7 separate regions of the Mus musculus genome follow, and all the other regions are linked to region 1. Evidence: chromatin contacts called from public Hi-C, HiChIP or PLAC-seq and promoter capture Hi-C data. All regions are on one chromosome and are shown on one strand. The core of a region is the stretch at or near the end of the contact, and the rest is flanking DNA. Distances in the headings are between cores, read along the strand shown.

The links. Promoter capture Hi-C pulls out the DNA fragments that hold promoters and counts their contacts. HiChIP or PLAC-seq counts read pairs in DNA pulled down with a chosen protein or histone mark. A called contact is a pair of places that touch in the nucleus more often than the background predicts.
Region 2: an H3K27ac HiChIP or PLAC-seq map of acute myeloid leukemia shows a contact between it and region 1, with 5 times the contacts expected there. The contact joins the enhancer-like site here to the promoter of Eya1 in region 1. A contact is called at or near these places in 15 of 39 promoter capture datasets (the 3T3-L1 cell line, 3T3-L1-derived adipocytes, the C10 cell line and 10 more), 1 of 484 Hi-C or Micro-C datasets (embryonic stem cells), 5 of 115 datasets of contacts at active chromatin or transcription factors (the NIH/3T3 cell line, acute myeloid leukemia, craniofacial prominence and 2 more) and 4 of 9 other capture datasets (adipose tissue, embryonic stem cells, liver and 1 more).
Region 3: a promoter capture Hi-C map of neural stem cells shows a contact between it and region 1. The contact joins the enhancer-like site here to the promoter of Eya1 in region 1. A contact is called at or near these places in 10 of 39 promoter capture datasets (3T3-L1-derived adipocytes, the C10 cell line, the HPC-7 cell line and 6 more), 3 of 484 Hi-C or Micro-C datasets (cortical neurons, pre-B cells and uterus), 3 of 115 datasets of contacts at active chromatin or transcription factors (bone marrow-derived macrophages, craniofacial prominence and embryonic hindbrain) and 3 of 9 other capture datasets (embryonic stem cells, macrophages and pancreatic islet).
Region 4: a contact with region 1 is called in an H3K4me3 HiChIP or PLAC-seq map of neural progenitor cells, with 12 read pairs. The contact joins the enhancer-like site here to the promoter of Eya1 in region 1. A contact is called at or near these places in 6 of 39 promoter capture datasets (3T3-L1-derived adipocytes, the C10 cell line, the HPC-7 cell line and 3 more), 1 of 15 datasets of contacts at CTCF or cohesin (pro-B cells) and 4 of 115 datasets of contacts at active chromatin or transcription factors (astrocytes, embryonic limb bud, neural progenitor cells and 1 more).
Region 5: a RAD21 HiChIP or PLAC-seq map of pro-B cells shows a contact between it and region 1, with 2.5 times the contacts expected there. The contact joins the enhancer-like site here to the promoter of Eya1 in region 1. A contact is called at or near these places in 7 of 39 promoter capture datasets (3T3-L1-derived adipocytes, the C10 cell line, cranial neural crest and 3 more), 1 of 15 datasets of contacts at CTCF or cohesin (pro-B cells), 1 of 115 datasets of contacts at active chromatin or transcription factors (large pre-B cells) and 3 of 9 other capture datasets (embryonic stem cells, liver and pancreatic islet).
Region 6: a contact with region 1 is called in a Hi-C map of nephron progenitors, with 4 times the contacts expected there. The contact joins the enhancer-like site here to the promoter of Eya1 in region 1. A contact is called at or near these places in 13 of 39 promoter capture datasets (the 3T3-L1 cell line, 3T3-L1-derived adipocytes, the C10 cell line and 7 more), 1 of 15 datasets of contacts at CTCF or cohesin (pro-B cells), 21 of 484 Hi-C or Micro-C datasets (the 3T3-L1 cell line, 3T3-L1-derived adipocytes, the C2C12 cell line and 14 more), 4 of 115 datasets of contacts at active chromatin or transcription factors (craniofacial prominence, embryonic stem cells, oligodendrocyte precursor cells and 1 more) and 2 of 9 other capture datasets (adipose tissue and embryonic stem cells).
Region 7: a Hi-C map of muscle stem cells shows a contact between it and region 1, with 2.8 times the contacts expected there. The contact joins the enhancer-like site here to the promoter of Eya1 in region 1. A contact is called at or near these places in 5 of 39 promoter capture datasets (the C10 cell line, hippocampal neurons, neural stem cells and 1 more), 6 of 484 Hi-C or Micro-C datasets (the MC3T3-E1 cell line, muscle stem cells, myocytes and 2 more), 1 of 115 datasets of contacts at active chromatin or transcription factors (astrocytes) and 1 of 9 other capture datasets (adipose tissue).

The regions. Positions count from the first base shown.
Region 1 is chr1:14,308,524-14,311,911 of GRCm38.p6, forward strand. Eya1 (EYA transcriptional coactivator and phosphatase 1) reads right to left here and starts at 1,676. Exons shown (of 18, transcript NM_001310459.1): 1 at 1,123-1,676.
Region 2 is chr1:13,838,619-13,842,006 of GRCm38.p6, forward strand. No RefSeq gene overlaps it. Among named protein-coding and RNA genes, the nearest start is that of Gm31195, 6.2 kb to the right of the region's middle. Within about 2 kb of position 1,568, at least 24 of the 459 cell types and tissues checked have an H3K27ac peak or open chromatin away from gene starts, as enhancers often do. A contact at or near this core is called in acute myeloid leukemia, where this site is marked.
Region 3 is chr1:13,859,612-13,862,999 of GRCm38.p6, forward strand. The region is part of intron 1 of Gm31195 (a long non-coding RNA gene); the gene reads left to right. Among named protein-coding and RNA genes, the nearest start is that of Gm31195, 15 kb to the left of the region's middle. Within about 2 kb of position 1,645, at least 19 of the 459 cell types and tissues checked have an H3K27ac peak or open chromatin away from gene starts, as enhancers often do. A contact at or near this core is called in neural stem cells, where this site is marked.
Region 4 is chr1:13,934,717-13,938,104 of GRCm38.p6, forward strand. No RefSeq gene overlaps it. Among named protein-coding and RNA genes, the nearest start is that of Gm31195, 90 kb to the left of the region's middle. Within about 2 kb of position 1,580, at least 23 of the 459 cell types and tissues checked have an H3K27ac peak or open chromatin away from gene starts, as enhancers often do. A contact at or near this core is called in embryonic limb bud, neural progenitor cells and stem cell-derived neural progenitor cells, where this site is marked.
Region 5 is chr1:13,978,717-13,982,104 of GRCm38.p6, forward strand. No RefSeq gene overlaps it. Among named protein-coding and RNA genes, the nearest start is that of Gm39596, 62 kb to the right of the region's middle. Within about 2 kb of position 1,730, at least 35 of the 459 cell types and tissues checked have an H3K27ac peak or open chromatin away from gene starts, as enhancers often do. A contact at or near this core is called in pro-B cells, where this site is marked.
Region 6 is chr1:14,634,281-14,637,668 of GRCm38.p6, forward strand. No RefSeq gene overlaps it. Among named protein-coding and RNA genes, the nearest start is that of Msc, 120 kb to the right of the region's middle. Within about 2 kb of position 1,796, at least 8 of the 459 cell types and tissues checked have an H3K27ac peak or open chromatin away from gene starts, as enhancers often do. A contact at or near this core is called in embryonic limb bud and nephron progenitors, where this site is marked.
Region 7 is chr1:14,010,156-14,013,543 of GRCm38.p6, forward strand. No RefSeq gene overlaps it. Among named protein-coding and RNA genes, the nearest start is that of Gm39596, 30 kb to the right of the region's middle. Within about 2 kb of position 1,591, at least 24 of the 459 cell types and tissues checked have an H3K27ac peak or open chromatin away from gene starts, as enhancers often do. A contact at or near this core is called in muscle stem cells, myocytes and neural stem cells, where this site is marked.

The sequences.
Region 1 (3,388 bases), core at 426-2,925:
TTACTTACTAAACACTTTGGGCCTTAGGAGAACTCAAGCATCGAGAAAGTCAAATATTAAATGTTTGATCATATGAAGGCATGACTATTCCTGTGTGCATGTCCCCAAACTCTAAACAGAGCGGGGGAAAGACTCTCACAAGCATAAAATAAAACCTTCTCTGAAAGACATTAGAAAGACAACTTCAAACCTATACAGCTACACACCATGATTCCCAGCTAACAAGTTTCTATACCCCTGGCCATCTTAAGAAATGAAACTTAAAAACACTTGTCTAAACTCAATGACAGTTCATAATGTATTGAATTATTGCAAACGTTATGCTTAAATGTCTTCAAAATTCCTCCCAAGAGTGTAAGCCTATGAGTTGTTAGCAATTCAAATACTGATTTTGAAGGGCCGTGCTTTACACGAATATTCAAAAGTTTCAAAATCTGGAGTTTAGCTTCCAAGTGCATTCAAATCACAAAAAGGGCCAGAGAGGGACAAATACTTTAAGGGACCAAAGGCTTATTGTATCGAATACTGAAGATGAGCCTGCTTAGTAAAGTCTTTGATAAATTTGCTTTGGAACAAAAAGGTGTCCTTCTTGAAAACATAGTTATCAGCTCGTTGTTCATCTGCTGAGTTTTCCGTTGTAAACCTTTCCTCATTTATCAACCTAGCCGTAGAAAAAGTGATCTGTGTAATAAATACCACTAAGTATACCTTTCGTACCTATACATCTATGTATGGATATAACCCTGTTCAATACCACTCAATATTCTGGGGCTAGTGCAGCAATTAAGAAAAGATATGAAATAATTCCCCCGTCTGAGAATATTACCTAGTGTTCTACTTATCTATAAAAATCAGAACAAAAGTAGTTAATTTGCAATGATCCTTTAATGATCCTAATGGCTCCGATCATTTGGAGGGTAAAGATTACAATTTTACGACGGAACCCAGCGGCTTCTAAAGTCCCAGAAACAGTGTTATTGTTTTCCCCAAGCCACAGTGCTTTTTTTCTTTGAAAACAAACCAAAACCCTAATAAAGGCTCTCCAGTTATCTCGGGCTTTGCCCACCAGACAGTAAGTAGTACTTGGTCATTACAGTTTTTCAAACACCAGCTTGTACTTACAGCGCTCACATCTGCTGCCTCCACCGGTTTAGTGTGCTCCTTGGAGTTTTCTGTGTTAGCAGACCTCCATTCCTGACATAGTTTGGCTGCTGTGCAGGAACACGGGGACCCGGGAGCTCTCAGAGGCGCTGTGACGCGGCTGGCAGCGGAGCGCAGAGGCCGGGGATTGCCCGGCTCCCGGGGACTGCGCCCGGGCGCTGCTGCAGGCTCGGGCTGTGGAGCGACTGAGCGCGATCGCCTTCCCCAGGAAGGACCCCGCCACCGCGCACCGCCACAGGAAGGCTTCCAGTCGGAAGTGGCCCTGCACACTCGCTACCTCGCCGCAAGCTCGGAGCCATCAGCTCGCCGCGGTCTGTTTGGGAACGGCTTTGCGCCCCAGCGAACGGCAGCGGCAGATAGCATCTGAGACGCCTAGACAAAGAAACAGCAAAATCTCATCCCCCGATTTGTTTGCGCAGCCTTGTAGGTCTGCCCACGAAGCCTCGGGGCTTTTTGTTTTGTTTTGTTTTTGCAACGCAAACCACAGCTAGTCTCTTGTCCTAACCTTATTGGTTTAAATGCAACAATTGAGAGGAGCAGAGCTTGGTCTGACTCAACCTCGCTGCTTTAAAAAAAAATTTATTATGTAAATGACGCGCCCCATGATATCTGAATAAACAGCTGTGGGGGAAGAACTTGTGGGAACCTCTGTCAACACACACACATCCTCCCGCGCCAGTAGCTCCCAATTAAGATCTTTGGGGAGTAGTTGCATGTTATCTTTTACACTTTTTCAATACTTTTTTTAAAATTTTTTTTGAGGACCTGAAACTTAGGAGAACGGATACTTTTAACACTTTTTCCTAAAGTACCTACCTACTTACAGGTCTGGAGAAGATTTAAAAAAAAAAAGCTGTTTCTATGAAGTAGAGGGAGAATGGGCAAACGTGTTAGCTATTAGCAGCTTAACAATGAAAGCCTGGCGGAGGATTCTGCAAGGGTTGCTAGGAGGCCAAAGGCTTCAGTTCTTTGGCTAGGACCCAGATAATATTTCACCATTAACATTTTTAAATGGGTCTTGAGAAGAGATTCGTTTAGTCTGGAACTTGCTTTGCAACTTATCCTTTTAAAAACTCACAACCTTAATTCAGAATCTATGAGTTAGGCGTTCGTTCGGTGACACCTAGGAGCTGAGCTTCAGTTAACAAACTATGTTTTATCCAAGTCAAGGGTTTAGCCATTATGATAATTTGTAATCTTGAAAGAAGGCGTCTCCTTATATGGGTTAATATTTTGTCGGTCCTATATCACAGTTTAAATGCAAATGCAAACTAACACTCACTCTGAAATTAAGTCTGGATATGCATTTTAAGAAGGTATTTTTATCATCACCAATATTTCTATTCTATGTGCTCTTTTTATTAAAAAAAAAGTCTCCTTATTTTAATTTCTCACCTTGGTATGAACATGTTTTTACATCACAGTAACTTCACATCAACTAATAGAGGAGATAGATGGGTCCTACCTTAACTCTGCCAATTAGGAAACGAAAGCACCTTCAGATGATGCAAACAAAACCCAACTAAATGGTTCTAAGGACCAAAATTCCAAACAGGAGTTCTCCCTTCCCCTCCTAGAAAGGATGCCAGTCTAAATTCCTTGCAAAGGAGCACTTTGTCAAACCTAAGAGGCAGCTGGGACTTCAAACTCACCTAGGATTTCATCTTGTTCAGCACCAGCAAGGAACCATGAGCTAGGTATCTACCATATTTGGGAAGCCAGGTCAAAAAAACAGTTGATTGCTATTGGATCATATATGCAGCTGACATAGTTACGTTACCTCCTACAGCACTCTCTCAGACCAGAAGGATCAGTTATTCAACATACCAAAGTGCATGTGCAGAAAAAACAAAGTCTATTATGGAGTTTTCTGTTGCAGTCAGGTAAAATCTAATGCTACATTAGTTCTATTTACAATACCAAGCACCCAGACAGTAACTTCTTTTGCACTTAGATTTGTTACTAAATTACCCAAGACATAACATTTGACCTCTGGCTTAAACTTTACCTTCAGCTATTGCATTCATGCTTCCTATAGGTTAAAATTATTTTGGACATGTATTGCTCAAATGTCATTCATGCAGTTCATAAAAGATTATAATATTGGAGAACCCAGAATGTGCACACTCTGTGAAGTCAAAGCGGCAGAAATACCATGTCAGTTTTACATACAAGTTACTTGTCTATGTTACAGTCAAATTTATCGTATTACATGTACTTTTGTAAT
Region 2 (3,388 bases), core at 318-2,817, 470 kb before region 1:
GAAAGATAGACTCTTTAATGATCAGTGGGTCATAGAAGAAATAGGGAGAACTGAGCCTTGGCCTAGAATAACATAAAGGTTGACTACCAACTCAGCTGAATCTTTGAGGTACAGCTAAGGCATCTCTAAGAAGAAAGTTTGCATCTGTGAGTGATTACATTGACTAACACACACAAACAACAACCAACCAAACAAATATCCCATAAATAAGCTAACGATATCACTCAGGCATGAACTGGCCACGTGCAAGGGTGGAGTGTGGTGAGGATTGCAAGGGTCAGACAGCAACTAAGTAGAGACTGAGAGAACACTGCACAGAAACAAGCCAACAGAAAGCAGCTCCTCTTAAATAATAGCTAAGATAGGCAAACCCATCTCTACACTCACCAAAAGAAGTAAAGACTCAAATAAATAAAATTGGGGGCGGGGTATATGTAGCAAAAATTTTTAATGAGTTCCAGGGGAATTAGGGAATCAAACTTTGAACATATGCATTCTTAGAAACAGTAAAATCTAGAAGAAATTGAAAAATTTCTAGGAACATATGACCTAGCTTAGATATATCAAGAAGATATAAGCAACTTTAGCAGATCCATAGCAATTAATAGTATTGAAACAGTAATATAAACATCTCCCAACAAAGAAAAAAAATTCAGGGCCACATGGATTTACCGCTGAGTCCTACTAAACCTTTAAGGAGGAGCTAACACCAATATTCCTTAAGCTGGTTTGCAAAATGGAAAGGGAAGAAATAAAATAAGAAATAAAATAGAATCAAATTTGTTCTATTAGGCAAAATTATCCTAATACCAAAACTAGAGAAGGAAACAAGAGAGCAAAAAAGAAGATAGAGCATTTCTCTGATAAACATGGACCAAAAAGTTCTCAATAAAAATTTTAAGCCACATTCTGAAACATGTTAAGCTCATATTCCACAATCAAGTTGGTTTCATCCCAGAGAGGCAAGTTTTGCTCAACATATGAAAATCGATAAGTAATATGATAGAAATAGGCTTAAAGACAGAAGGCATATGATTTTCTCAATAGACACAGAAATGCCTTTGAAAAATTCAACATCTTTTCTTTTCCTTTCTTTCTTTCTTTCTTTCTTTCTTTCTTTCTTTCTTACCCTTTAGTTTATGTGTATGAGTGTTTTGCCTGCATGTATGTCAGATGCACGCAGTGCCTGAGGAAACCAGAAGAGGGCGTTATATTCCCTGGAACTGGAGTTACAGATATTTGAGAGCCATTATATGGGTGTTGGGAGTTGAACCTGGGTCCTCTGGAAGAGCAGCCAGTGCTCTTAAACACTGAGCCATCTCTCCTCTCAACATTTCTTCTTGATAAAAGCCCTGAAGCTACTAGAAGTAGGCTGTTCACAAAAACCTTAGACTCAATCCTGAAGAACCAGAAACCCCCAGTAGGGAACACAGAAAGTACGGGTAATGTATACTAAGAGTTACAGGAAGGGATGAGTGGAGCAAAGGGCGAGACAAGTGTAACACTGAGAAGGAAACGGAGAAAGCAGTGGTCAGAGAAGCAGAGGAAGCTGTCAGGGGAATCGTGAAACACTCGCTGTCGGCATGTGGCACAGAGCTGGAGCGTCTGTGAAAGGGGAAGAAGCGCATGGCTCTGACTTAACGGCATGTGGAAACTCACCACAGGAATCTAATGAAATGGTCAGAGAAACGTTCAGAGACACCAGCTTCAGAGACTGATGGACAGAGCAATGTATGATGCCTCACAAACTGTTATTATAGGATTGAGGCTTCTAAACAGTATTCCTCCAGTTATATTCTGCTGAGTGCGCATGTCTCTAAGATGGTAATGATCACCACACAAATATTACACATGCATAAGAGACCAATCTTCCTGTGGATTTATTATATCCACATATTAAAAGCTCTATGAAATTCCATATTAAACCCTCTTTCTAATTACTACCCAGCTTTTCCAAACAGATTTAACATATGAATAATTCTTTCCTGAGGCACCTATTAAGCCAGCCAAAGATAGTTATTTTCTTCAACACATAGATTCCTAAATACATACATTTTAATAAGTGGCTTTGAGGTAGGCCCAGAGTAGCACACAGGGAATAAACACTTAACCATTATTAGTCTGTGACTATCTGAAACTCAGGGTTCTTCAATACAGTGGTAGATATGGACCTGCAAGAACTGTTATTGTTATTAAGTGTAGGGTTAGAGTGCTATGCCAATTTTCAGAACTTTATACACTCACAAACAGTGGGTACCATCTGCAGCTTCAAGCAACTATGTATTAAAGTATTTGGAACAAACTTACCTGTGTGCTGAACACAGAGACACAGCTGTACTGGCTGGTTTTGTGTTTTAACTTGATATAAGCTGGAGTTGTCACAGAGAAAGGAGCCTCTCTTGAGGAAATGTCTCCATGAGATCCAGCTGTGAGGCATTTTCTCAATTAGTGATCAAGGAGGGAGGGCCCATTGTGGGTGATGCCATCCCTGGGCTGGTAGTCCTGGGTTCTATAAAAAAAGCAGGCCGAGCAAGCCTGGGAAAGCAATTTAATAAGCAGCATCCCTCCATGGCCTCTGCATCAGCTCCTGCCTCCAAGTTCCTGCCCTGTGTGAGTAACAGGTCTGACTTTCTTTCGTGATGAACAGCAATGTGGAAGTATAAGCTGAATAAACCCTTTCCTCCCCGACTTGCTTGTTAGTCATGTTTTGCGCAGGAATACAAACCCTAAGACAACATTTTTTCCTTATTATTATTCCCTAAAGTCTAGGGTCTAAACAACACAATGTAGCAATGATTTTATAGTGTTCACATTGCATTTAGTCTAGACTGTCTGTCCACATGTGATCCACATACGTCAGTCTTTATAGTAATACATATAACATAATAATAATAAATGTAAATAATTTAGATATGGTTTAAACTGTCTGAGAGACCTGAGGAGGTTGTATATGAATACTATACATTATCTGAGGGACTTGTAAATCTGTGGATATTGGTATATTTCTCTCTCTCTCACCCAAGACTGTGCTGTCTGATGTAATATAAGCTTGTTTCTCACAGTCTGGGATGCTGGGAAATCCAGGAAGAAGGCATTGATTGGCAGACTTGGAGTTTGGTGGGCACTCCTTGATTTCCAGAATGGTGCCTTTTATGTTCGCTTCCAGAGATGAATCTTGTGCTTCACATAGCTGAGGAGCAGAAGGTCACATGGCTCCCTGAAGCCTGCTTCATTAGCCAAGTAAATTCCATGCACTTCTTTCTACTCTAGAGGAGGAATGGCCTGGTGCCCATATGCTGTTCCATGTCTGCCTCCATAAGACAGAGCTGAGCTTCATGCCCACTTGAGCTTACAGCTGCAGCTTAGTCCTCAGACTGAATCCTGCTCA
Region 3 (3,388 bases), core at 395-2,894, 450 kb before region 1:
TGCTGAACAGAAGCCCTGGTGATAGGATTTGCCTGGCAGTGACCCCTGTCTCAGCATCTCTCCCCAGTCCAGCTAGGCAGCAGCAGCTCTTGTCATTGGCCCATCATTGTGGGTAGATGGAACACTCTCAGCTGACTTTCATTTTGGCTAGCTTGCTTCATAGGACTCTGGGAATGGGATACAGGATTGGTGGGTTTAAGAACAAACTGATTTCCCAGGCAGGGCAAGTGAAACTAAGATGGCAGGAGCCTCTGAAGGTTTCTGATCTTTGCTACTAGAGGCCAGCATACAGGTGTTAGAAATCTAGACAGGTGGCAGCAAAGGGCTTTGGGCAGGCTAAGCCTCAACCGGACACCATCAGTCAGAGGTTGTTTATGACTAGGGATCTAAAGACCTGCAAATACATTCTGCCTACGCCAAAGCACCTGGAAGCTTACAGGCTGCAGCACTCCTAAATAGATTAAATGTTCTATTCTACAGAGACCAGACACGGCTGATAGAGAAAAATCCAACAGGAAGAGTGAGAAGTATATTTTATTAACTGCCAGGAACTGGGTACTAAAAACCTCATTGCTTTAAGTAAAAAAAAGTTCCCTTGACTGTGCTGGCTATAAAAGGGGCATGTTGACCCTTTATCTCTTCGTTCTTTTAAGACAAGCTATATAAAAAGAGGAAAATATCAAAGTGACCTCAAAACATGAAGGAAAAGACACATTCCAATAAAATGTCATTTTCTTTTTCTTGTTTTCAAATTACCTTCCCCCCTCACTCCTGTGTTCTCTTTCCTCTTTGTGTCAGGACATTTGACCTGATGTCCTGTGTTCTTCTCTAAGACATAGCCGTGTGGATGTTTCTTAATGTTAAGCTTGTTTTTGTGTTCTGTTTCCCTAAACATGAATCCATTGTTTTGGAGTCAGAAGAACATATTGGAAATGGTAGTGTGCATCCTGCATGAGCGACTGAGAGTGCATCTGAGGAGTCTGGGGAGAGTTAATTGCTGACTCCTTGGAAAACTTGAGCAACAGATTTGGCCTCTGGCAAGGCAATTTTATAAAAGTAAGGACAAATAGTGAGCCAGACTGTCTCCCAGCTATGCCAGACGAAAATCTGTCTCTCTGTCTGTCTCATGCATGCATGCATGCATGCAAACATATATACACACAGACACAAAGATACACAGTTATTCATGCATACAGTCATTACACTCTCATACACATACACAAACATACATGCACCCACAGACACGTTACCTATATCACCAGTGAAGTTTAAGTTCATTTTTCTAGAACCACTCAACAAATTATCTTCTAGTTAAAAGCTGCCTGCATCAATTTTGACTTTCTTCATGTAGATTGTTCAGCACTGGGGTTTAACATCCTGACCTAACATTTGACATATTAATCCTAATTTTAATCCGATACCAAGGCATTCTGTTGTACTGAATCAATTCAAGTTAGTTCAGAATTAGGTTGCTCCCACCCAGAATCAATAGCCCCACTGTTACCTTTCTCCAAAGCTGACCACCCAGTTTTGTGAGGATCTGCACTGACTTAGAAAATCTGCCACTACTGGAAGAACCGGCAGCTCAGATGCAGCCTGTCATTCTTCCGGTCTATACAATACCCGCTCTTTGTCTGTCGTCTCCTGAATAGCCTGACAGAACTCTGGCCTGCCAGGCAATGAGATCTTTATTCTCCTGGAAGGAATGCTTTGCACACCAACATTATTAAGAAATTTCTGGACAATGTTTAGTGGCTAAAGACTAATCCAAGGTTCTATTAAAAAGGCATCTGGGTAATTAAAAGCACATTTGTTCTCAGCCTCCTCCCAATTTGTCCATTAGTGGAATAAAAGTCCAGGACAAAGGGTCATGTGGTTCGGTTATATTTTACAAGAATTCTTCAGGAAGTTGAAAACACATGAGCGTTTTCCAAAGATACATATGTTTATGGCCTCCTGGCACAGCAACTACAAAGGTCCCTGGCTTTAAGTGGAGGCTGCTTGTGACCAGTTGCTATTGCAATCAAGAAACTTGTACTGAATCTTCACAATTTGTCCCTGAAATGATCAAGTTTGTTGTTAGAAGGCTCCCCAAACAGGGACAAGCTGGCACATTATCTCCTTTGGGTTAAGGTTAAAAAGAATCGCCTCCCTGTGTGTTTATCCATTTGAAAAACGAAACAAATAAGCAAAAAAATTCAAATACTTTTATATGCTTTTACCTTACAGCTGAAGGCTCTTCTGAGCTCTCTTTCTAATGGATTTTTCATGCATTCAGAAACCCCAGGCACCAAATTTCTACATTACTACCTAGCAAAGTTCAGTTTTCAAAACGATACATTCTTTGTCATTCCTATTAGTTTGTCTTAAAAGCTGGATAGGTTGAGAAATTCATAGCTATGTGTAGATAAAAGTTTAAAACACCTTTAAAAGTACCTTAAAATTAAGTGAAGACTTAGTATGCTTCTGTAGGCTTCTGTTAAATCACTAACAGTGCAAGGATCTGGAATTCATCAGGATTACCATGCTACAGTGTGTGTGTGTGTGTGTGTGTGTGTGTGTGTGTGCGCGCGCCTGTGTGCATGTTTGCAGACCTTGAGAAAGTGGGATGCTGGCAACAACAAGGACACAATCAATGTCGAGTGGTTAGGGAGGGTGCCAGGTAGGCAGACAGACAGACAGACAGACACACACACACACACACACACACACACATACACACACACACACACACACACACACACACACACACACACACACACCACACACACACACACACACACACACACACACACACACGAGCACACACACGAGCACACACATGAACACAGATTGGAGAAGAAAGAGAAACGGAGACTCTCAACTCGGGTTCTACCACCTGTTTTGGATATATCAGATCAAGATGTAAATTTTGCTTACTGTTATTCGAGTGCTTCCTAAAGGCCAGGCTAGGTATTTCTCTGGATCAGCATATCAAATTCTGACAGGGGTATAAATCATCCTCATTTTCAGATGATGCTTATATGATGTGAGCAAGGTCCTGCGATCTCACGGCGCTCTGGCTTGCTGCTTCTATCCTGGTCCTTTTTATTTCAGCAGAATGGCCGAGTAAACATGCTTTGAGATGGGCACAGGCAGGTGGGTCGAGTCCTGACTTCCTGCATTCTTCTGTTCATTTGTTCCTTCTGTTACCTACTTATAAACCACCTGTAATACACTGGCTAATGTTTAAGATATAACAGTAAGTGAGCTGATCTCCAGCTCTTGCTCTTTACATCTTACAAATGTAGTAGGAAAGAGAGACGATCAGCTCTAAAATTGTTAAGAATTGGAAAACAGACAGGAGGGCTTCGCGGGCTTCTGAGCGCCTCCTGGGGGATTGGAAACT
Region 4 (3,388 bases), core at 330-2,829, 370 kb before region 1:
AGAACATTTTGAAGTTCATTGTATGGCAGAGTGACATAGTTAACAATAGTGTATTATTGTATTATATACACAAGTAACCAAGAGTAAATTTCAAATATCTCATTGTGAAAAATGATTTTTTATAAATGCATTTTTTATAAATGGATATGTTAGCTGACTTGATTTAATCATTTCATACTGTATATTTAATTGAAGACAGCACTCCATACCCTGTGCATATATGTAGCTATAATTTATTAACTCACATAGTACAAATAAGAAGAAGACATCTAAGAAATGCGACTATTAATGTAGCTAACACTATGTAGCTAAGTATTCATGGAGTAGAGAAGAGCTCTTTCAGTTTCCAGGTGAAGGACATGCTCTGGAGATGTGGGACAAGGGAAGGGGGACAGAGAAGAATTTGAAGGATTTATGAGAGCTTTGAAGAGCCAGCCTATTTCTGGGCAAGCATGGCCCTGATGGTTTCCATTAGCCCATATTCCCCTGGCCACACAGACAAGGCGTCTTGTGTAATCCTTCCCTCCAGTCTGTTCTCTTCCCGTTGGTCTCCAGAATCTCAGACAGCTTTCCTGTGGCAGGAGAGATGGGCACTTACCGTTCCAGGAGCTGTGATGAGAGACTTGGTCTTTGGTTCTAAGAACTGGGAAATATAAAAGTGTTCCTTAAATTAAAAAAAAAAAAAAAAAGGCCTTGCTACTAATTCATAGTATTCTGTTACTTTGGTATATTTACTATTCCTTGTAATCATGAAGTGTTGGATAAAAGATTAAAAGGAACAAATATTTCAGCTATTTTATTCAGATGGATCCTTGAAAGCACTTTGAAGGGAATAGATTTGAGGCAAATATTCAGTTTGTCAACTACAGTCAGGAAGGGTCTTTGTTATTAATATAATGAAACTCTCAGGTTTTTTCTTTGATTTTTTAGGAAGTGTATTGCAATGTAGAAGATTTAATATAAAAAAAAATCTAATACTGTGTCTCAGGCTCTTTCTGGAATCTAAATGGTATTTTAGCATTGTCTTACTTACTCATAGAGAACTATTTTGAAAATATAATGTTACTAATAGAACAAAGGTAGTTATATCGTCAAGCTTTATTTAAAAAAACAACAACAATTGAATATCAATTTTGTAAAAGATTAAAAGACATGTAGAGGCAAAACGCAGTTTTGATGGAACCCAGTTGTCTGGATGTGCTGGCAAGGACCTCTTAGCTCTCTTTGAACATCTAAAAGTCTGTTATATTGTGCTCTGGACAAGCTTTTAGAGTTAAAACAATGTTGGCTAATTGACCTATTTTAAATTCTTCTCACTCTGTCCCCAGTCTGAGAGGCAGCGTGCTCCTCTAAAGACCTGGGCTTTTTATGAGGTGTTAAATCAACATTGCCAAATGGGACTTTGTGGAACTCTCTTCAGCCTCATTGCAGAGTGAGGGAGGCTACCAGGTTGCTCTGTATCTTTAATAGCCTACGATTAACCCCTCTTATAAGGAAATGAATGGGATCTCTTGGATATGCATAAATCATCATGAATAGAACCCATTTTTACTTCTATAGGACTCAGGCCTGGAATCCCGCCAGGACTCCATTTGTACCCTTTCTTTAGACTTGAAAGTGTTGGCAGGCAGACTGTGTGCATGGCATCCCCAGGACTGTTGCATTCTTGAAACACTGACAAATACCCAGCAGAAGAATCTTCTTAAGGCTCCTCGATCTTTGCAAAGAGAAGAGGGACTTTGCTTTTAGAGTGTGGATAGAGTCTCCTAGCACCATTCAGTCCTTCTGGTCCCCAGTGCATTTTCTCGTACCTTTTTTTTTTTTTCTCAATGTATGATTCCTACATCCACTGTAAGAGCTGTGTATGGCAAGAAATGTCTTGTACTCACAGTCAAAGGAAGAAGCACCTAAGAGAAGCTGCTTCGAAGTGTAGACGGTGGCCTTGAGCTCCAGTATTCCACTCGCAAAAATTTCACAAAATGTGAGAAATACAAAATGTAAAACATTTCAGTCTGAAGCATGGGGTGGATAAAGCCTGACAGTAAGCCTGTGCTTCATGTTCTTGCAGGTGAGACTCTAGTGATGGAACTGTCAGTCTCCTTGAACATCTAGGCCAGGAGCCGTATAGAGACACAGAGGGAGAGGCATCCCTCCTGCCATTAGAAGTAAAGAAGATGGGGACACCACATCTTTAATGATTCCCAAATGCTATTTTAAAGAATTTAATTTCTAAATATATTAGTATGTACTATAACATTGTTTTCTATCAACTGACAGGTGACTCTTGATTCTCTTTGGATGAAATTGGAATTTTTATGATTTAATAAATATTATATAATACTGATGATAATGACCAATTATTACATCTTTGCCTTCTTCTTGTATGAAGCAATAGTTACCTCTTATTAACACAGTTGGCTAAATCAAAAAAAGAATGGAGTGAGCTGGAGCAGTGGTGGCACATGCTTTTAAATCTAGCACTCAGGAAGCAGAGGCAGGCGAATCTCTGAATTTTGGGCCAGCTTTGTCTACAGAGTGAGCTCCAGGACAGCCAGAGCTGTGTAAAGAAACCCTGTCTCAAAACAACAAAAATCAAAAACAAAGACAAATAAACAAAACCAAACACAAACTCCTCCAAACCAAAATCAAAACTGAAACCAAAGCCAAGCCATACTACAACAAAACAACAAAACAAAACAGTGTGTTGGCACGTACCTTTAATTCCAGCACTTGGGAGGCAGAGGCAGGTGGATTTCTGTGAGTTCCAGGCCAAACAGAGCTACACAGTGAGGTGTTTCGGAGGAGGAAGACATACCTTCTTCTTGTCATATGGATACTTCTGTGTCTGGCCCTCCTCGCACACTGAGCAGTAAATTCTAAACATAGGGATGAAGTACTAGTGCTAGCTGTTAAGTCATGTTAGCTGAACTAGATTCCATGTAGAGGATGTGTCAGGTACCTTTCAGACAAAGGCTTACATGTGTTCCATGTTCTAAGTAATTGATCTTTTACATTAAAACACTCTTCAATAGCTTTCACTCCTTCTTCCACATAGAAAGGCATCATGGGCTGAAGTAAAATAGGTTTTGACCTGAAATTCCATGTGTCGAGTTTGGCTAAGGGCTAAGGTGCGTGTCACTAAACCAGATGTCCCCTGGGTTATCCTCTGACCTTCACACATGTTCAATGGCACCCTCCCAGTCCCCAGAATACAAGATATATAGAAACAGAGTAAATATATATATATATATATATATATATATATATATATATATATATATACATACATATGTGTGTGTGTGTATATATATATATATATGTATATATATATATATATATATAATTCTATGGTTAATAAATATTAAAGTATGGTTGTATGAGGCATTAT
Region 5 (3,388 bases), core at 480-2,979, 330 kb before region 1:
GAGCTTGGGTAAAGCATATGGGAGGGCACTTGTCATGATTACTAGGAGGTACTTCCACAAAGCAGACAAACATAGAACCTGCAGCTCTGGTTATAACCTCGGTGCCACCCTTTGCTGACTTCTTGTGTAATGATCTTCTCTTGCTTCTCTGTCCTGGTGTCTCAAAGGGAAGTATCTCATGATGAGGTGTCGAAAGTCCCTCGGATTTCTCATTTTCCTTTAATATGTACTGATGTTTATACATGACATGTTTGATTTTGACATTTGCTGTTATCTTTTGACAGCAAAATGGACTCTTGAAGACTAAGAAGATATAATTACTTTAAAATGACTTGAGGTTAAACAAAACTTTATCAGGTTCCATGAATATTAGCATGTGTAAGAAGAAAAACTGCAAAATTCAAGTTGAAAAGATTCATCAGAATTCATGAATTCATGGAACAACTCATTGGGAATGAGTGGAAAAGATTGTTGGAGCTATGGTAGTGTGCTTATGCCGACAGGGATTATTTATTTGAAATTTGTCATGCATGTTCCATGCGCATAGGTCTCTAATCTGTCCTATATGTGCTGAGGCTGATACAAAGCATATTAAATCTACTCAAAAGAATTCCTTCTCTCTAAAGTGATTTCTAAACTGACCTTGGCCAGATTGTTCTGAGTTTGTTGAGACCATTCAGTTGGTGGCAGCTCTTTGCTTGGGAGAAGAAGCACAAAATAACCCCTGTGATGAGAACAATTCTGAGAAGCTGTCATAGGTGCTGGGAGAGACAACTGGGAGTGACAACTGGAAAAGTCACTGGAGTGCCTTGAAATACAAAGTTTCTGAGAAAGCAAGGTGTGAGTCACTCCTAGAAACCACTAAAGTTGTTAAAGGAGCTCTCTTACTCTCTTTAAGGTGTTTTATCTTGATTCGTGGTTGTAGCTCAATATAGTATAACTGTTTATGCTTTAAAAGGCTAAATTTGAAGGAAACGGTTTAATAAGATGTTCTAGAATGTATTAGCATGCACTCCCACTACTGCAAGGGTCTGACATCATTGCCTCCTATGTCTTCCTATGAATAAAAGCTTCATGACACAAATTATTCTTGACATTAATAGTTGAAATAAGTTGGCATGGATTTCAGTAACTTTTCTCCACAATTGTATTATTCTTGCAAATTAGTGTACCCTGTACATTTTATCAACTGATGAAAGAAAGCTGTGCTTGTAGGGGACCAATTTAAAAAATTCTGTAGGCTGAAAATTTGTAGATTGAATTTATTTATAGGATATAGAATAGCAATCAAACTTCTTAGTTTGGGTAAGGATAACAGAAATAAAAATGAGTTATACACTAGAGGGGAGAAAGAGGAACAAATAGAATTTTTAAGAAGCAAATGCTCTTCTATTTCTAAAAACTATGTTAAAGTAATTTATGAAGAAAGTGTGAGTTTTACATTTCTGTCTCTCCATGGGAACTCATGCTATAGACTCTGAAATTTGAGCATATCTGAAAAGCGTGTGATACACATGTGTGGGGTGAGGTTGGTGGGGGGAGAGTGTTTGAAAGAAGTCCAGGAAGCCTCCTGAGAAGGAGCGAATCATTCTGAGGAACAGAAAGGGAGGGGAACGAAGGCCTGGCAGAGCTGCTCTCTGTGTGCGCATTGTCCATTGTTGTTTTCTGTAAACCTGTTTCAGTTATTCCCCATTACTCTGACAGAGTACTTGAGAAAAACAGCTTAAAAGAGGAAATACTTATTGTGGCTCATGGTTTCTGTTCCTGGTTGGCTGCCTTCATTGCTATGGGCCTGTAGTAAGGTAGAATTTCTTGTCAGGGAGAGTCAGATGGCTCACAGGGGACAAGGTTATCTCGTCATGGGCTCATCTCTGGACCCGCTTCTTCCTCCTAGTCTCCTCCAGCTATAGCATACACCGTTCACTAATCAACAGTTCAGCCATGTTCTTGTTCTGATGATCTACACCAGGGTCTCATGCTTGCTATATAAGCATCTGAGCTATCCCAACCACAGTCCATCAAATTATGAACCCATATAAAAGGTCAGAGCCATCATGAACCAACCTCTTCCTGAAAACTTTTGAACATTGCTAGATTGAGGGCCAAACTGTTTCTGTCCAAAACTTTGTGAAATGTTTCAGTCCAAATACTAGTAGGACCTGTTATGGCTAGTTTTAATTGTCAGCTTGACACAAAATAGAATCACCTGAGAAGAGTCTCAATGATGGATTGTCTGTAGCACAGCAGTCTGTGGGGACAGTTGCAGTGAGTTGCTTTAATTGTGTTAGTAGAGGTGGAAAAATGCCCTTTGTGAGTGACAGCGTTTCCTGAGTTGGGTCCTGGCCTATGTAAGTGTACCGAAGCAGCTGAACACAACTAGGCATGTGTTCATTCATTTTCTCCTTGCTCTTGAATGTGGATGTGACGAACTACATCAAGTTCTTCTCTTGACTTCCCCCATGATAATGGGCTGGGACTTTGAATTGTAAGAAAGATAAACCTTTTCTCCCTCGAGTTGCTTTTTGTCAGGCTATTTTATCACAGCAACAGGAATAAAACTAGGATGGCAGGCTTCTTTTTCTTAGAGGCTGAGCTATAGACCCCAGTGGAACCATCCCAAACCAATGAGAAAGCTTGTGTTAGAGTTTTCTAAGCTGATTGAGACAGATGCAGATCCTCACAGCCAAGCATTGGATAAAGGTTAGGCGGAGAATTGAAGGAGCTGAAAGAGATGGCAACCCTGTAGGAAAACCAACAGTGTCAACTAACCTGGACCCATGGGAGCTCCCAGAGACTGATCCACCAACCAAAGAGCTTACACAGGCTGGTTTGAGGTCCCTGGCACATATGTAGCAGAGGGCTGCCTTGTCTGCCTCAGTGGAAGAGGATGGGCCCAATCCTGTAGAGCCTTGATGCTCCAGGGTGGGAGGATGCCTGTGTGTGTGTGGGGGTACCCTCTCAGAAATGTAAGGGTTAGGGGATGGGGGATGGGGGATGGGGGATGGGGAAAGAAGTCTGTGAGGAGGTACTGGGGCTATTTATTTACATTTTAAGATGTAAATAAATAAATAAAAAAGAAACAGACTGAGAGTCAGAAAGACAAGAGATAGAGAGTCAGAGAGAAAAAAGGGATTTATTATTGGTTTGAGTTCATTTCAGAGACTGGCTTTTTCAACAGTGGATGTCTGCATGCTGGATTCTGCTAAGTCAAAAAACAAAACAAAACAAAACAAAACAAAACAAAACAAAACAAAACAAAACAAAAAACCAGGGCGGACACTTCACAATCAAATCTTTTGCTAAGAGCCTGATGACTCCCTGTTGAGTCACAGGCAATGAGTTCACATTAGACGGCCAAGGTGGTAATGTCTAATGTCAGAAGAAGACC
Region 6 (3,388 bases), core at 546-3,045, 330 kb after region 1:
CATGGAAATTTGTTTGAAAAAGAATAAAAATACACAAATAATCAGTCTAGCACATAATTGGTTAAATTTAACGAGCAATTTGGTATGTTATTCTAAGTCTGTTTGTTTTTTCAAAGTGGCAAAACATATGACCTTAAAATGGCTGCGTTAAACTCTGTAGAGATAGAGGTTGAAGGCTACTTAAACAAGAACATATACACACAAGGCAATCATGGAGAAAGACAATATACCCACAACAAAGCCCTGCAACTTCCTGGTTGACAAAAAGGCTCCTGTGCTCTGGTTCAGAAAGAAGACTTCCAGGCAGGGTCTTAAGCTTTCCTGTCAGACCATTCTGCTGGCTCGTAAGCAGGGTATACCCTCTCATTTGTTGGGGCATGGACACTGACATCTTCTCCATATCTGTTGGAGACAAAGCAGTTGTTAGAGAACAAAAATAGATTGAAAGGGAAGGTTCTAGAACCTATTTCATAGAAGCAGAAAACATTTACTTGGTATTGACAGAACATAAGGTGAGAAACAATTCCCTGTAAGTAAAAGAATTCTACAAATGGTAGAAAGATTCACTAATGTGTTCAGAAAATAACTTACAGGACCCAGCATCAGTCATCGCGTACCCTGGGTATGTAATTGGGAATGAGACAAGGTCCCTGACTTCCTGGTGTTTAAAACCTAGTGGACAAGAGGCAGGATACATAAGGAAATAAACAACAGGCAAAACAACTGTCCCTGTAAATCAAATCACATAGCTATACACTTTCCTTGGATTAGTTATAAGAGTAACAGTGCATGATACTAATGAAGACAATGTTTAGCATAAACATTTTATATTAGGTCTAATAAAGGATGAGGAATACCTTGCCGCTTCTTAAAATGTATTTATTTTCTGTCTAATTACCTGCTTCCTGAACTGGGGATTGAACCTGGGAACTTGAGTATGTCACCTGCTCCATCAAGGAGCCACATTGCTTGCCCCTGCCTTGCCCTTTTAAATGAGGAAACCAAACCAGCAATTTAAATAATATAAGCAAAAAAATTCATTGAAAATTTAAATACTGCAAAACTAGCTACAACAAGAAGAAATTACTAATCTAAAGGGTACTTTAAAAAAGTATTCTGAGCACTTTTATTCCTTTAGATTTCTCTCATCTTTAACCACATAAATAGAGTAAATACATTTAATTTTCATTTCTATATTATCTTTGACTTCTTTGCAAATGTCAGAACATTTCTCAGTCTTGACTTGACCAGCCCCTATAGAGGCAGTGTAAACCCATTTTCTGAAAGGCAACAAGGATGGGTGGGAAAAAGAAAAACAAATTTTGTCAGTGGTGAAATATGCCCAGATCCAACCTTCACTAACCCCATTGTGTAAAACATTGAGAATATTATGAAGAGGAGGCTTACAAGTGTAAATACACTTATTCTCAATGAAATCAACACCGTCCGGCTGATTTGTAACTACTCCCTTAATGCTGCTATAAAGTTTATTGCAGTGAAAACACTGGTTCTACAGATTGCTTTCCTCTTCCTCAGGATGCGTTTGACCTTCGTGGCAATGCTGCTATAAATCTCATAGCCCAACAACCCCTTGTCTGCAAGTGATTTCAAGCACTATCATAAAAATGAAACAGACAGACTTAATTTGAGTTCCAGACTTGAGGAAACTCAACTAAAATATTAGCATAATTTCACTGGGGATGGAGGAAATTGTTAAAATATGTGAATTCTTGAGGGCCTGCAATTTGAGCTGTCCTTTTTTTCTGGCTCTTGGGTGCCACCCAGTGATTAGTTTAGTGGCAAGTTTCTACAGGGCCTGTGAAGCTCAGACAGTCAGAGAAGGGGACAAGGTTGTGAGAGTGGCGAGAGCCACTTTCATAAATTCAATTTGTGGTTAAAGAGTCTTTTCTTAACTTTCATCCCAGGTTGAAGGAGCTGAACATAGAGGATACAGTCACCTTCAATATGTAGACACTGTAGCTGACCCTTTCTGTGAATAAGCAAAAAAACGATATTTAAAATCCAGACCAGATTTTAGCCAGGCAGTAGAGAGGACCAGCCTAGGGAATTCCTGGTCCTTCCTAAGCTCATTCTAAATCTTTCTCTGTACCTGTCTGTGCTGTCCAGTTGCTCTCCCCAGAGTCTGTTTCTGTATCACAAAGGCAGGATGCTCCCTCACCCAGCATGACATCATTATCTCAAAGGCCAGGCAGCTTCTTACCCAGGAGTTAAGTATACAGGCACGACCAAGCACTTTCTTCTACCTTACATACCAACTGCAGATTAATTTTATGTAGATTAGATTCTTTAACAATGCTACATAGTTAGAAATATTGGACTGGGGATTAGTGACATGCTTGGGAGTCAAAACAATAGATACAGATACTCAAAATATAATTAGATAGATGACAGATGGGTGGATAGATGATAGACAGACAGATGATAGACAGACAAACAAATACATGTTACATCAACTACTTTATTTACCTTTGTCTTACTTTCCTTGTGCTAACTTCTCCCAGTACATCTAGTCTGTACTTGGCCAGGGACATATATGAAGGAGCAAGTGAACTGCTGTCCTCAAGCCAACTCCTCTTTGCTCAGCTGCTATTGCATGGTTTCTGAAAGGGAAAAGTATAGAAGATGATCTTCAGGCACCCACAGTCTTTCCATTGTTCTTCCACAGCACGCCCCCTGTGTCACTTCTCAGCCCTTTATCTTCCTACTGTCTGAGATCTACAAATCTCAGTGCCTGAAGAGAGTAAAGCACAGAGCTGTTTGTGATAGTGGCGGTGCCAGTAGCTCTGTTGTCAACCTATGGAGTCAAAACAACAAACTCATAGATAGGAACTAGGAACCACCAGATGGGTCTGACTGGAGGATGCCAAAGTAGACATATCACCTGGAGTGGCCTGTGACCTGTCCCATGTGACTTGAAGAAGATAGAGATCCTCTTTGCTATTATCTAAGCTCATCACCTTTCTTCTGGGTCACTTCCAACAGTCAGGAAGTGGAGGCAAGATCCTCAGGAATCTAAAACCTCCTCCATTACAAAGCAAGTTCAAAACCAGGTTGGAATAGGAGGCCCATTTTTACAAAACATTTGGGGCTTTGATGAGATTAGTCTCTTTAGTCCATCTAGTAATCTATTGATTGCTTACGTATTTCATGTCCTGTGTATTTGTGTGTCGCTTAAAATTTATAATCACTATTTATTGTTATTATCTTCTCTTTCATGCTTGCATAAACTGGGGCACAGTACCTCCCATGGGAGAGAAACTTTTACTCTTGTTCTTAGAAAGGCTCTGCTTCCTTAAGGAAATGTCAGATGAGCATGTCATCCCATTGATACAGCAGCCAGAACAAACCCATCTTTAAATAATGACAT
Region 7 (3,388 bases), core at 341-2,840, 300 kb before region 1:
CGCTCTGTTTAGGCATTTTCTCTTTCAAGTGCCTCTGAGTTCTCTGACTGTTTTAGCTTCCCTGAAGAGACAAGGAAGTTGAAACACTTGAGAGGGGCTTTGTGGAAGAGCACACCTTTTAAATTGCTCTGAGCCTCCACTGTCTGAAATATTTCATGCTATTTACCTGAAAGGCAGGCTGCTAATTTTTCTCTGGCATTCTCTGAAACCACCAGGTTTTCTAAGAGTTGGTTTTTATGTGTAATTGGCTGAGAGCTAAAGTTGATTTACTCTTAACTTCAACAAACATAATCAATAATACAATTATTAATTCAAGATATCCATACTTCCTACCTTTGGTTATTTTCAACCTGGCTTGGCTGCAATGACTTTGAATGCCAACATGTGCAAATACTGGTACTTGGGAGTATGATTTTAGCTGAGGACCTCGAAACACATACTACTGCTGGTCATAAAGCAATAACTCCTATTTTATAAGAGGCAGAGGCAGGAAAAGGACCCAGAAGGTCAGAACCTCCATGAAAACAGGCAGACTTTGCAGTGATATACCTCGGAGCCATGGTACAGGCGCTCATTCAGAAAAGTCCTTCTGAGAGGCAAGCGTATATATGATATAAATTTCATTTTCTTACAAGTCTAAGAGTTGCTCAACTAACTTGAAAACAGCACTCTGCTTTTTTACTATCTTCAAAGTGCTTACTACCTATTTGGAACTTGTGGTCTTGCCCATGAGATCCTGAGTCACAGAGCCAAGGGCCCCTTTGTTTGCTTACGCACACTGTTGCCTAATGCACTCCATAAGTCATGCATAATTATAGTGTGTCCAGCTTTCAAAAGATACACTTGTGGTAAGCTTGGATCCTCTGCTTCTTCAAAAATGTCACATGCAGAAAACAAAGACGCCTTCCTTGGCAAACACTGACATTCTTTCTTGACGAGGAAAATATTTATTTGAAAGTATATGTTTGAAAAGACTCAGAGTGAAAGTTTGGAATGGCCATTTCCTGGCTGGAGAACAGGGCAGACCTGGCTACTTGCTGAGGTCCCATTTGAAGGATGCCTCGTGTACGGGAACCCTGAGAGCAACTGTAGATTCGAATCAGTGACCCCCATGGAGCAAAAGAACTCTTAAAATGAATCTCTAAAATTAAATCTTAGAGACCACAGTGTTCCACAGATTGTCCACAGATGTGAAAATATTCCTTAGGTCATAGTTGATAAAAAGGTAAATCATTATATGGTTATAGAAAGATTAATCAGGGCCCAGGGACAGTTGAATGATTTCTTTTAAATATGGGTATTATTTCTCTTTTGAGAGAAAAATCGTTTTGCAGTTAGAGAATTCTTCTCCCGCTAATAGCACATTCTCATTTTCGGACTTAGTAGCGAAGTGTTGTGGTGGCAGTCAGCCCATGGGGCCACGGCCCAGTTTGGAGCCATCTCTCATATGTGGGTAATTTGAGAAATAATTCCGTTCCCTGGAATAATTTGTAAATGGTCCAATTCTGTCCATGGAATGCACTAACAGGCTTTTGAAGGAAAGACACCTGCTCTTGGCTGTCTGCCTGAGGCTACAATGGCAGGCTGACGCCACTATGCGGATGTTGATCTCATGAGCTGGGTTTTTCCACCATTAGTGGAATGAGACCGAATTCCTTACTACCCTCACTTTTGCTTGTACAAACGCTGGGGTTTGCCCACATGAGTGACTCCAAACCCAAAATGCAAGTCTTACTTGTGGTTACTAGAATGGATCCTAATGGAAATTTCTATAACAAATACAAAAATGTCATGTGAAAAAAAAATCTTTTGGTACAGAAATTGGGGGTGGGGGAAGTACATTGTGTAAGGGACATTTTCTTCCTAATTCCCACAGAAGTCTATCAGGGTGCAAAGAGGCACAGGGGAGAGCCTCTCTGTCCCGCCTATCCCCCTTTGATGTCAATCTACAAAGCAAGCAGATGGTTCATCTGATCCTACCCTCTAGCTCAGGGTTTGCAGTGATTCTCCTTGAAGGGTTTCCTGAGGTCATGTGAGAGCAGACTGGTCACAGCATGTCACTTCGGTGGCCTATCTCTCATTCCCAGAAGGTCCCTTTGCTACAGGCAGGGCCTTGTAAGACTGCCGAAGCAGGATGGCCATGTTCTTTTCCAGAGAAGACACCAAACGTACCCCAGTGTCATTCTTACCAGGCAAACTGTAAGATAATAGTCTTGTTATATATATATATATATATTTATATATAGCTACACAGACAGACAGACAGACATATGTAGATGATATGTAGATACACAGAACACAGATCATCATTGACATGGTCAACTGCTGTCTTTCTATTTTAGCTGCATGAAATCATCTTAGAAAACAGGATGTTTAATCAAAATTGGTCAAAGCAAAGTATATTTGGAATACAGATGCTGCATATCCCACTCCCATTAGGTTGGTTTTGCCTCTCAGCTTTTTGCAAGCTATTCTCTAAGGTCATGCGTGACCGGTCTCCTGAGACCACAGGACAGTGAGAGTTTCCCCCTAAAAAACGTCCACTCATAGTTAAGTGTAGTAATAAAATTCCAACCCAGGCTGTCATCCCAGAATCCATGTCACACTAGTTTTCTGAGTCAACCTCTGTCTGACCTGGTGTCTATGTGCTTGCTTGCTATGTGCTTATGGTGTGTTACTGCTCTCCATGCAGAAGTTCTAGGCGTATAGTGCACCATGCAGGTCAGATTGACACACTAAGTTTGTCATGAATATGGATGGCAATCTCCAGGAAAGAGGGGAACAACCACTTCCCTAAGGAAGGATGAACTGATAGTCAGAAATGGAGCAGATCACAATTCTCAGGCTGAGCAGTGGTTGGATGATGCCTGCTAATAGCCACTGTTCCCCAGGCTGGGCAACATGGGGAGACTCCTGGTCTTAAAATATTAATTCTATTTTGACCTGCTTGTTTTTGTTTTATTTTTATTTTATCTTCTAAAACTATTCTTTAAATGCTTGGCCTGTTTGTTTTCTAGAGAAATAAGGGGTCTGAATTTGAATGGGAGGGGATATGGGGGAGGATCTGGGAGGAGCTGGGTGATAGAAAACTGTCTCAGAATATATTACATGAAAAATAACTATTTTCAATAAAAGTGTAAAGTGATTGTGGGAGACATGCCACATCAACCTCTAGGTTTCACAGCATGTATGTGCAGAGCAGCACACATGAAAATATGCATGCACTTACACCACATGTACACACAAAAAAGTAACACAAGAATACAGACACACACACTGCCGAGTTTGTTTGGTGTTGCTTGTACACGTTTCTAGGGAAGAGTTTTTGGTATTAGATAGCCAATCAGGTGGCTCATCCCTGGAGAAGGCTCTCTTCTTCTCACCTGTT